Linked DNA regions of Anas platyrhynchos: region 1 is linked to region 2. A link is a contact called in public Hi-C data. All regions are on one chromosome and are shown on one strand. Each heading gives the region's core, a stretch centred on a gene start, on an enhancer-like site or on the middle of the called end of the contact. The rest is flanking DNA. Distances are from core to core; before and after follow the strand shown. Region 1 has its middle 34 kb from the start of METTL27. Region 2 holds the start of ELN (elastin).

What was found. Hi-C and Micro-C count contacts between places; a contact is called where the count stands out from the background.
Region 1: a contact with region 2 is called in a Hi-C map of skeletal muscle, with 1.7 times the contacts expected there. The contact joins the enhancer-like site here to the promoter of ELN in region 2. A contact is called at or near these places in 3 of 8 Hi-C or Micro-C datasets (liver, skeletal muscle and small yellow follicle).

What each region holds. Positions count from the first base shown.
Region 1 is chr20:10,902,182-10,907,651 of IASCAAS_PekinDuck_T2T, forward strand. No RefSeq gene overlaps it. Among named protein-coding and RNA genes, the nearest start is that of METTL27, 34 kb to the right of the region's middle. Within about 2 kb of position 3,115, at least 2 of the 8 cell types and tissues checked have an H3K27ac peak or open chromatin away from gene starts, as enhancers often do. A contact at or near this core is called in small yellow follicle, where this site is marked.
Region 2 is chr20:10,843,436-10,849,275 of IASCAAS_PekinDuck_T2T, forward strand. ELN (elastin) reads right to left here and starts at 2,542. Exons shown (of 34, transcript XM_072026020.1): 1 at 2,349-2,542. The coding sequence starts at 2,427.

The sequences.
Region 1 (5,470 bases), core at 1,865-4,364, 59 kb after region 2:
TCTTGGTAGAAAAGTTGAGACTCTGCATTTTTTGGCTAAGACTTGGCATGTTCATTCCTGTGCTGAAGACACAATACTGGCTCTTGGAGATGATCCCAGTGTAAGAACAAGCAAAAGAGCTGGGAGGGGGGACCTCCATCTCCAGAGGCTTCCAAGCCTCAGGTGGACAAAGTCACAGCCCCCAGCCTCGTGCTGGAGAGGGTTCTGCCATGAGTCAGAGCCTCCAGAGCCCCCATCCCACCATACCATGGGGGGGCAGGGAAAGCCTCTCCCACCAGGAGGTGCAGGAGCTCAGTGTCCCAGCTGAGGACCATGTTTCACGCTGCTGGTCACACTCCTGCCAGCCTGACCCGGTCAAGGGCAGCCACAGGCTGGGCAAAGTGACTGCATTTGTGAGATGCTGATGGACAGCTGACAGCGCAGCAGCCACTGCACGTGCACGCATGGGGGACGGCGTACAGCAAACATGACAGCTCGCTGGTGTGGTTCCAGCCGATGCAGTGCACAGCTGCGGGACAGGTAATTCAATACTGCCCCGGATCTCAATTAGAGACTAAACAATATAAAAGCCACATGGCATACGTGAAAAGCAATCAAAAGCTGGCTGACTGTCAGCTCTCAGAAGTGGCTGTGAAGAGGCCCATCACTTATGAGGTTTGTTTTTAGTGAGTTCCTGCAGTCCTCCGCTATTTAACACTTCTGTGGATGAAGACAACATGATTAATGTCATTAGTGATTAATGGATGAAAAACATAATTAATATTGTTGGCAGATGGCACGGGCTGCAGAGGGAGAGAGCAACTACAATGCCCGATGGCGTGAAGCCACTCCAGCAGGAGCAGAGCAAGGACAGGGGGCTCTGGTCCCAAATCCACAGGCCAAGGGCCCTGAGCCCATTCCAGGGCTGGGGGCTCCATCCCAGGCTGCAGCCTGGGGGCCTGGCAGGTAATTCGTGAATGTGCAGTGACACAGAGGGGCTGGAGCAGAAGCAGGAAGGCTCTGGGTGTTTTGGTGTGACCCCACCGGGCGCTGGGCTCACTTCTTCATGTGGCCTTCACAGGGGAGGCTGGCTGGATGAAAGCTCCAAGAAGAGCCATAAAAATCACAGAATCAAGCAGTATCCTGAGTTGGAAGGGACCCACAAGGATCATCGAGCCCAGCTGCTAATGTCTGTGGAGAAGCAATCACACAGCAGTGGGACTCGCTGAGCCAGCAGGAACGGAGCGCTGGCCTCTGAGTCCTCCTCTCTGTTCAATGTGCAGAGATGTGGTGGGCAGGGCCTGGGTGCTCCATCTCTGTATTCTCACAGTCACATCAGTGGTGCTTTAGGACACTGATTGTGTCAGGAGCCCTTCCCCTCCAGAAGAAGAGGACTGTCCCCAGGGAGCAGTGGGATGTGCTCTGGGGAGCCGAGGTCCTGGGGTGGGCAGTAGGTACTGTCCCTTCCTCTTCTGGCTCCCAGAACTCTCCCAACACAGGGCAAAGGAGGCAAACACCACATAAAATCATAGAATAATAGAATCATTAGGGTTGGGAAAGACCTCCAAGATCAGCTGGTCCAACCATCCCCCTACCACCACCATCACCCACTAACCCATGTCCCTAAGCACCAGGTCCAACCTTTCTTTAAACACCCCCAGGGACGGTGACTCCACCACCTCCCTGGGCAACCCATTCAATGTCTGACTGCTCTTTCTGAGAATAAATGTCTGCTAATTTCCAACCTAAACCTCTCCTGGCACAACTTGAGGCCATTCCTTCTGGTCCTATCACTAGTTACCTGTGAGAAGAGGCCAACCCCCAGCTCCCCACAATTTCCTTTCAGGCAGTTGCAGAGAGCAATAAGCCCCCCTGTGAGCCTCCTCTTCTCCAGACCAAACACCCTCAGTTCCCTCAGGTGCTCCTCACAGGACTTGTGTCCCAGGCCCTTCACCAGCTTCACAGCCCTTCTCTGGACATGCTCCAGGGCCTCAATGTCCTTCTTGTAGTGAGGGGCCCAAAACTGAACACAGCACTCGAGGTGCAGCCTCACCAGCGCAGAGCACAGGGAGATGATCACCAGACGAGGGCAGGGATGTTCCTGGGCTCCAGGGAATTCCCAGGACAGGCTGGGGCACCCAGCTGGCAAGCAGCCTGGCAGAGAAGGCCCTGGGGGTCCTGGTGGGCACCAAGCTGGCCATGAGCCAGCAGCGTGCCCTTGGGCAAAGAAGGCTGATGGTATCCTGGGCTGCATTAGCCAAAGTGCTGCCAGCAGGTGGAGGGAGGTGATCCTTCCTCTCCACTCAGCATTGGCGAGGCCACACCTGGAGACCTGTGTCCAGTGCTGGGCTCCCCAGTAGGAGAGAGACCTGGAGCTACTGGAGGGAGTCCAACAAAGGGATACGGAGGTGCTGGAGGGCCTGGAGCCCTCTGCTGTGAGGAGAGGCTGAGAGAGATGGGACTGCTCAGCCTGGAGAAGAGCACGCTCAGGGGGACCTCATCAATGCCCGTAAATACCTGATGGGAAGGTGCAAAGAGGACGGAGCCAGGCTCCTTTCGGTGGTGCCCAGTGCCAGGACCAGAGGCAGTGGGCCCAAACAGGGGCACAGGAGGCTCCCTCTGAGCACCAGGCAGCACTTGTGTGCTGTGCAGTGACCGAGCACTGGCACAGGCTGCCCAGAGAGGTGCTGGAGTCTCCTCCTTGGGGATCTGCAAAGGCCACCTGCAGGTGGTCCTGGGCACCTTGCTCTGGGTGGCCCTGCTGGAGCAGGGTTGTCTCTGAAGGATCCAGAGGTCCCTGCCTGCCTCAGCCGTGCTGGGATTCTGTGAGCCTTATGGCACCCACACACGGTGCTTTGCTTCCCTTCACCCAACTTAGAAGGGTCACGATACTGCCCCTGCCCTGTGTCTGCTGCTTTGAGGGATGAGCAAGATGGAGGCAGGAGAGCTTGGGGCAGCCACAAGTACAGGGGCACAGGGCACAGCGAGCAGCTGGTCCCCACTGCAGGAGCAGGACTGTCCCGCAGCAGCCGTGTCCCCAGGAGGTGGCCGCAGCACGCAGCACACCCCAAGGTGCTCCAGCCACGCTGTGACAGCTGGGGCCACATCAGCACCACCGGGCTGGGTGGCCCAGACCTGCAGGGCACTGCTGGCTGCCACCGGGGGATTGCTGTGACTCAGTGACACTTGTTAGTTAGTACAGGGTTTCCTCTGCAGGAACGGTGAGCTCATGTCCCTCCCTGGGCACTGCCACTACTGGGACCTGCGGGAGGCAACAGTGGCACTGGTGCCCCGAGGTGCTGCTGCTCTCAGGGGACGGACAGATGGACAGACGGATGGACGGCAGCCAGGGGAAGCAGACATGCGTGTGTGGGGAGGAATGTTTGCTCTGAGCGGGTCCAGCCCCTGTGCTATTTCTGGTCCCAAGAGGCCCTGAGGGAGGGCTGTTTATCAGGGATAGACTGTACCAGATTGACTTGGCACCTTTAAAAAAATCAACAAAGCTCTTTTTTTTTTTTTTTTTTTAAAGACAAGGTAATTGCTAGGAAGGCTGGAGAAGGAGGCGGGTGACACGGGATCATCTAGGCTATAAGGGAGAGGAAAGGGAGAGGACAGACTGTGCTGGAGCAGCAGGCCAGGCAGCTAGCAGACACAACACAGTTTTGGGTCAAAATCATCTGGATCTCTGGGGAACAAGAGGCACAGTGAGGGACACAAAGGTCAGGAGGTCTCAGGACAGCAGCAGGTGAATGGCATTGACGACTGGAGTAAGGGAAAGTTGGCGCGATGTGACACTGCAGGAAGGTTTTGTGCTTAGGGCCGATCATGTGGGCCACATAAGGCTTTGGTGGGAGCCCCCAGGAGAAAGGCATTCTGCAGATGTCACCCTAAGCCAGCAACAATGGGTGGCCATGTCACGAGGATCAAAGGGTCAAAAGGATTCTGGGGTCACAGAAGTCAGGATCCTCAGATCAAGGAGCTGGGATGCTTGGGGTTGGGACCTGCCACCTCTGTGCTGGTGCTTGTCCACCACATGCCCTCTTCTGGGATGCACAGACCAGTGGTGGAGCTGTGCACAGGTGTCCGCACACTTCCCTGAGGTCCTGGAGTCTGCCCATCATCTCATGGCCATCTCCTGTCCAGGCACATGCTGAACTGATGCTGTCAGTGGGGACATCTTGGCCACTTGGAGGAGGGGACACAGTCTGCACAGAGCAACTGAGCTATGTCAGGGGATGGAAGTGGTCTGTAAGTGTCAGGGATGCCCGAGATGGGGAACAGACACCTTTCAGGTGTCCATGTGGGACTGGAGGTGCCACTGGACACAAGATGGACCCATGGAGGATGCACACTGGGTGTCCTGAGCACATGGTGGTGTCAAGGCAAATGGGACAGCTCTCAAGTCGTGGGGAGATGCCAGCAGCAGGAGACACCTTTACCCAATTCAAGGAAGCTGGAAGGACCCACAGTGCTGCTGGTAGAACAGGAGGATGCAAGGCATGAGCAGGAGCTGCACGGCTACAAGCTGTGGATGTTATCAGCCACCGGACACACTTGAGCTCAAGCCTGGGGTTTTCCTGGCTGGGGAATGGGGCCAGCAGTGGCTTAGGGCTGGGGCTGGGGACATGGATGGCGATGGCGATGGCGATGGCTCTTGTCCACGCGTCTGCAGGGGCTGGGCTGGGATGGAGAGCTGGGTGCCAGCCTTGGCCATGCCAGGGCTTTCCACATGCGCAGCCATGGCCCAGGGGAACACGCAGGGAGCACAGCCACCCCCACCAGGGCAGTGCATGGCAGGGCAAGAGCTGGCACAAGGCGGGCGCTGCCGCAGCCAGAGACTCCTTCCAGGAAGGCTGGCCCACGCAGCTCTCCAGGACTTGGTCTCTGGCACCAGAAGCTAACTTCTAGGAACTCCTGGCTGCCTGGGAAAGCAGCGGCCGCCCGCGTATCTCCAGCCTTATAAGGAGCTTGTCGTGCACGTCTGCACTGCTCCGGCCTCCTCCAAGCACCGCAGGCACCCCACAGACATGCAGCACCGAGCAGGGAGCTCTGCAGGGAGCAGAGGTGGGGCAAGGCAGGGTGGCACCCAGGAACCCTGTGGCACCCAGGAACCCTGTGGCACCCAAGTTTCAGAGGCAGTGGAGGGGTGGCAAAGAGCCTGGGCAGGTTTGAGGGCTCTTAGGAGCTGAGTGCCAGCAGAAGATGCTGAGGTGCTTCACCATGGCACCTCCCCTGAGCACACAGCCTGGCTGCACAGCACGAGGGCACCCGTGTGCCAGTGTGTGAGCACACGCAGATTGCGTGCACACAACACTGTGCCTCCTTCTCTGCACACACGTGTGTGCATGGACACAGCTCTCTCAGTGCGAGCTTGTCTGGGTGCCCCTGGGAGGTGTGTGTGACCCATGCCCATGTTAACAAGCATGGTCCCAGCCATGTCACTCCCAGAAGAAATCTCAGGGCTTGCCAAGGGACACAGCTTCCTCCAATT
Region 2 (5,840 bases), core at 1,292-3,791:
CCACTGGTAGCAGCTCGGGAGGCCAGGCGGGAGCGAGAGCTAACGGGAGAGCGGGAGGCAGCCTCCAGAGCCTGGCTCCCATCCAGCCCCCAAGCCTCAGCTTTCAGAGCTTTCATCTCCGGGTGCCTGCGGACAGCCTGCACCCTGCGGCTCCTGCAAAGGGAGCAGCCCCGCCAGGCTGCTGCGGCGGCGGGGAGGGGAGATGCCATCGCAGCTGGGACGGTCCCCAGCACACACGGTGACACAGAGATCTGACAAACCCTCCTGGTGGCCTTGTCTGGGCCATGCCTGGTGGAGATGAAGGTGCCATGAGCTGACTTTTGTACCCGTTGCCAGCACCTCTTTGCCCAGCCCAGCTGCTCCTGTGCCCCTGAGCCTGCAGGGCTGGGACCCCCATGTCCCTCTGTCATCCCTGGGGTGTCACTCCCCGGGAAGCACTGAAGGATGGGTGCCCCCCTCCAAACGCCACACTTGGCACCTCTTACAGCAGCCTCCCCGTGCAGCCGCCTGAATCCGGCCCATGGGCCACGAACAACCCTGCAGCCCAGAGGGGTGCAAAGCAGCAGGGGCTGAGCCCAATCCACTGCTGGGAGCCTCCCAAATGCCACCAGCTCACCCCCTTGACTGAGCTCCCTCTGGGTGGGTGCACCCCCACCACCCTTGTGGGTGCCACTGGCCATGCCCCTGTCCCAGCTCGGCCCCCAAGGCTGGTTGAGCAGAGCTGAGCCTGTCCGGTCCAAAGCAGCACTCCAGGCTGCAGGGACATCGGTCACTCCTCCACGGGGAAATGTTCTCCAGTGTCCCCGGCAGCTCTGGGACCACCTCCAACACCCACTCCTCAGCGAGCTGCTTCCCAAAGCAGCAACCACCCCTGCAGCCAGAGTCTGGAGTGGGGCCCAGCAGCCCCAGACACTGTGGGATCTGACCCTGGGGCCAAAGTCACTGAGACTGCCCCAAATGGCAATTTCGTGAGAGCTGGTGAGCAAAGCCACCGTGGTTAAGCAAAGCCAGCAAAGAGCATCACTGCCAGGCACGGAGAGTGGCCAGGACTGAGCTGCATCCCATCAGGGATGGCTCCTGGGTCCCAAGCTACTCAGGATCAGGCACTGACAGCAGCTCAGCTCCATGGGTGCTGGCTCGGCACTGCTGGGGGTGACCCTGTGCACATGGCAGGGGACAGGCCAGCCGGGGGCCAGGGTCCTGGGAGCAGAGCAGGGCGCTGGTGGACGGAACTGCTGGCTGCCAACAGCAGCCCCGAGGGTTCTGCCTTGGGTGGCTCAGCACTGGCACTGCCCTCCCCTGCCCATGGGATCCTGCCTTGTCCCCACTCCGCTGGCCCCATGCAATGGTTCTGGCACTGTCCCCATCACTGCTGCTGCCTCTCCCCCTTTAGCCATTGCATTTTCCCCGTGCAGGCAGACAGGCACTGTCCCCCTTCAACCCAGCCCCAGCAGAGGTGACTGTCCCACCCCGAAGCACGCCGTCCCCACCTCGCAGCCCTTTGCCCAGTTTTGCCCTTGTGGGCAGCTCCACGTCTGTGCTGGGAGCAGCTCTCCCCTCTGCGTGCTCACGGCCCCGCCACGAAACACGAGCTGTCCCGTGGGCAGGCACCTGCTGCGTGAGCTGCTCCGGCTCCCTCCCGCAGTGCAGCGGGACACAGGGGGGCTCCCCGGCACACGGTGGCTTTTGTCCCCTGCCCTGGCACATGCACGTGCATGTGTGTGTGCCAGAGGTGCCACGCAGCCGCTGCGGCCAGTGCTGCCCAGCCGGGGTCTGGGTGGCACTGGGGACACACACAGCCACCCCGACACCGGTGACACAAGCACAAGAGGACGGCGCAGGGGCCAGACCAGGCACCGCAGTCCTGGGCCATGGTGCTCTGCAGCGGTGCCCAACTGGGGGCTTTGCCACGGCCACCACGCAGCAGCTTGCACACATGGGCTGCGGGATGCACACACACACACACACCCCCAGCCCACACCGGGATATACACCGGGAGGGCGATGGGGGTCAGCCCCCCGGCCCCTGGCACTTGCAGTGCTCACCCTGCCTGCACATCCCCAGTGCCTGGGCAGGATGCGGTGCCTTGGAGCCCCCCCGGAAAGTGCTTGGCAGTGCTGCCCCGGAGAGCTGAGCGTCCCCCCGGGTGCCATCCCACCCTGCCTGGGCAATGCATGCGGGGAGCAAGGAGCCCTCCAGGGAGGTGGCACCCAGGCGGGCTGCCCTGCCGCCCCCGGTTGTCCCCAAGGCAGGGCAGGGGCTGCTCGTCCCTCCTCAGCCGGGGCAGGATGGGGAGGTCCGGGCAGAGCCTCCCTGTGCTAAGGGGAAGGAGCCTTTTCTTTCCTTACCTCCTTGCTGGGAAGCCGGGAGGATGGAGAAGAGGAGGAGGACTCCGGGAAGGAGGGGTGCAGCTGCCTGCTTTGCCATCTCTTGAAGCAATGCCCCCGTGCTCTCGCAGTCAGTGTGTTTTATCCCAGAGCTGCTTAATTGTTGCTTCCAAGGATGTGAGGGGAAGGGGGGGTGTGGGGGTTGGAAGGAGGGAGGGGAAAAGGAACGAGAGAAGGGGGGAGAGAGGCACAGGACACTACGTCATGACGAAAGGGCAAACACACAAGCCTCTCCAGGCTATTGGGCTGTATTTTTTTTTCCTTTTTCTTTCCTTTTTTTTTTTTTTTTTTTTTTTTTTTTTTTTGTAATTTCTCTCCCTCGCCGCTCTCTCCAATTCTGGTGCGGCTCTGCCAAAATTGCAGGGGAGCTGCCAAGGCAGCCTCCGGCGGGAGGGGAGCGGAGGGGCGCGGAGGGGAGCGGAGGGGCCGGGCCGGGGTGGCACGGGGGTGGCACACCCCGGGTGGCACCGGGCCAGCGGCGGGGTGCAGGGGTGCAGGGGTGGGGGCTGCCCCGGCACGGCGGGGGCCCGGAGCGTCCCCCGGAGCGTGCTCGGGTGCCAGGTGAGGACCCGCCTGCAGCGGGGGGACGGAGGGACGGCAGGCGGGGGGACTGAGCGGCGTTAGAAACGAGCTGACGGGGGGCGGCCGAGAAGTGCCGCAGTTGTGGCGTTGGGGTTTCTCCCAGCTCGGTCCCCGCTTGTTTGTCCCCAGCGCCCCGATACCTGCAGCGGCCGGGGATGGGTTGGGACGGGGATGGGGATGGGGACAGGGGTGGCGACAGGGACCGGGACCGGGACCGGGACGGGGACAGGGACGGGGACAGGGACCGGCCCCGCTTCCCCTGCTCTTCCCCGAGGGGTCCCGGCCCCGACAGGGCCCGCGCTGGGGCTCGGGGAGGCGGCGGGGACCCGCGGGTTCGGGCCGCAGCCGCCGTGCGCTCGGCTCGGCCCCGCCGCCGCGGCCACCGCCCGCCGTGTCCCCGCCGCTCGGCCCTTGGTGGCCGTTAGGTGGCAGCCGTGGGGTGTCGGCCAGGAGGACAGGACGGGGAATTCGCGGAAAAACGAGCCGTCTGCGCCCGGGGCTGTCCGGCCGGGGGGGCACAGCGCGGCCCGGCCCCCTCCCCGGACGGGGTGTCCTGGGGACACGGCGCTCACCCCGAGGCCCGGCCGCCGACAGACACCGCGGCCCCCAGGCCCCGGAGCGGGGGTTCTTGGCCAGCGTGCAGCCGAGCATGGCTGCTCCGGGGCAAAACCGCGTGTCCCCCCCGCTTCCAGGCCGATCCCCCCACCCCGGGTGCAGCCCCGGCTGTGCTGGACCCGGCTCTGACCCCAGGGCGCAAACCCAGACGCAGCACGGGGCACCTCGAGGTGCTCACGACGAGCTCGGGGACAGGGAGCAGGTGCAGGGAAATGCCCCATCTGCACCCCCCCTCCCTCGTGGGCCTGTGCCCCTCAGCTCCATGCACTCCCTCCACGGCTTTAGAAACTTTTTTAGAAACTTTTGGGAGCACAAATAATCTGCAAATCCACCCATCTCCCTGCGAGAGGTGCGAGGTCCCCAGCCTGGATGCCCACTTGAAGACGTGAGCTGCATCCTTGCTCCCCTTCCTGGCCCGGCCACTTGCATTATCTCAGCTCCAACTTTATTTTAGAGAAAGTGCTGATGGCTGCAGCCCCCAGAAATCCAGGGGGTGAAAACTGAATAACACACCCAGTGCTGGAACACACTGAGGTGCAGGGGGCCATGCAGGAGCTGCTGGGACTCTGCACAGGCACCCATCTTGTGCTCACCTACAGCCCCACAAAAGGCTCTGGGCTGCAGTTTCGGGGATGGGAGGGGAGATGTGAAGGAGCACCCCACAATGCAGCGTGCACAGCCGGGCTGGCTGAGCTGAATGCTCACTGCTGATTGATGTAGTGCTCGAAGAAGGAGACGCACGGTTGTTAAACACAAGCTCTCTGTGCTCCAGCAAGGGCAGCAGCCCAGGAACAGACAGAACAGTGCAGAGCAGCTTTGCAGCAGCATGACCCATGGGCACGCAGACCCTGGTGGCACTGGCCAGGCTCCAGAGAACGCATCCCCAATACATGTACCTGCAAAACATGCAGAGAGCAGGACTGGGAATGTGGCCTTGCTGGAAATTGTAACTGGGGCAGCTGGACGTCTCTAGCAGCTTCCACCCCTTGCCAGTGAAATGGCTCTGACTTTTGAAAGCATGTTTTGTACCTAGAAAGAATAGAGGCAAGGCAAGCTTTCCCCGCCCCTGGCACTCACGCCTGAGACTGGGATCCAAGCCCTTTGCAATTTGGCCATGGCAGAGCCAAGCCATCCATGAGCTGCCCGCGGGGAAGGGCTGGGAGCTTTCACTGGAGTTTGCAAAGTGTCGGGGAAAAGCTGTGCAATTTGGCCAGCACCAGGAAGGCACAGTTATGGGCACGCTCCTATAAGCAAGGGAGAAGGCAGAAAGCAAGAGGCCCAAGTGGAAAAGATGCTGTTTGCTGCATAGCGCAATATCTGGGTGAGAAAACCTGCCTGGAGCAAGAGTGCCTGGGACTGCATCCAGGGCCGCGTGGCAGCGTGTGGTGGACCAAGAGGTGGTCGCCCCAGGGGTGCCTCGAGCACAGGGTCCCCGCTGCGGGTCTCCTCACCACAGCCAGCAGGCGTGGGCCACACGCTGTTCCCATTAACACCCCGAACAGCCTTGCCCGGCTGTTGCACGCCCAGGCACCCCGGTTGTCCCGGGGGTAGCACCAACAGGCCAAACACCGCCGTAAACACACCTTCGCCATAGCTACAGAGGAGCCCCACACCTGCCCCGGGGGGGGGACAGCATCCGGCACCGCGCGTGTTTACGGCGTTGTCATAGGAAACGCTGCTCGCTCCGGGATGCTGGCGGGCGTGACACAGCTTTACGGTGCCTGTGCGGAGCGCAGGGGATGCATAGCTCAAAGGAAAGCTATGTGTGAAGGGCAGATCATGGCCTCAGGGGAAGGGGCCCCCAGATGTGTCCAACCCCAGCACAAACCCAACATTGTCCAGCCGATGCTGCAGACCCTGTGGGGATGGAGATCTGTCCTTCCTGGGTCAGGGGATTTTCCTCTATCCGAACCTTAGATGTGTTTGCAGCGGGGGATATCCCCCATTGCCCAGGGCAGCACCCACGGGAAGATCTGCACTGCATCAGCTAGAGGGAGAGGAGACCTGGTGGTGGTGGAGGAGCCCAGAGCTCTGCGTTTGGATGCCAGCCCAGCGAGGGCTACCTGGGGGACAGAGGGCTGCTCTCCCCCGTGGAGGATGGCCATGGTCTGTGAGGAGTCACGACGAGCACAATTTTCCACCATATCTGCTCTGAAGTTGGGTCTGGAAAACTGGGTTTGCCCCAGCGTGCTCCCAGAGGTCATGGAGCAGGGAGAGACTGGGGATACGGAGGTCCTTGCTGCTGCCCTGCCCTGA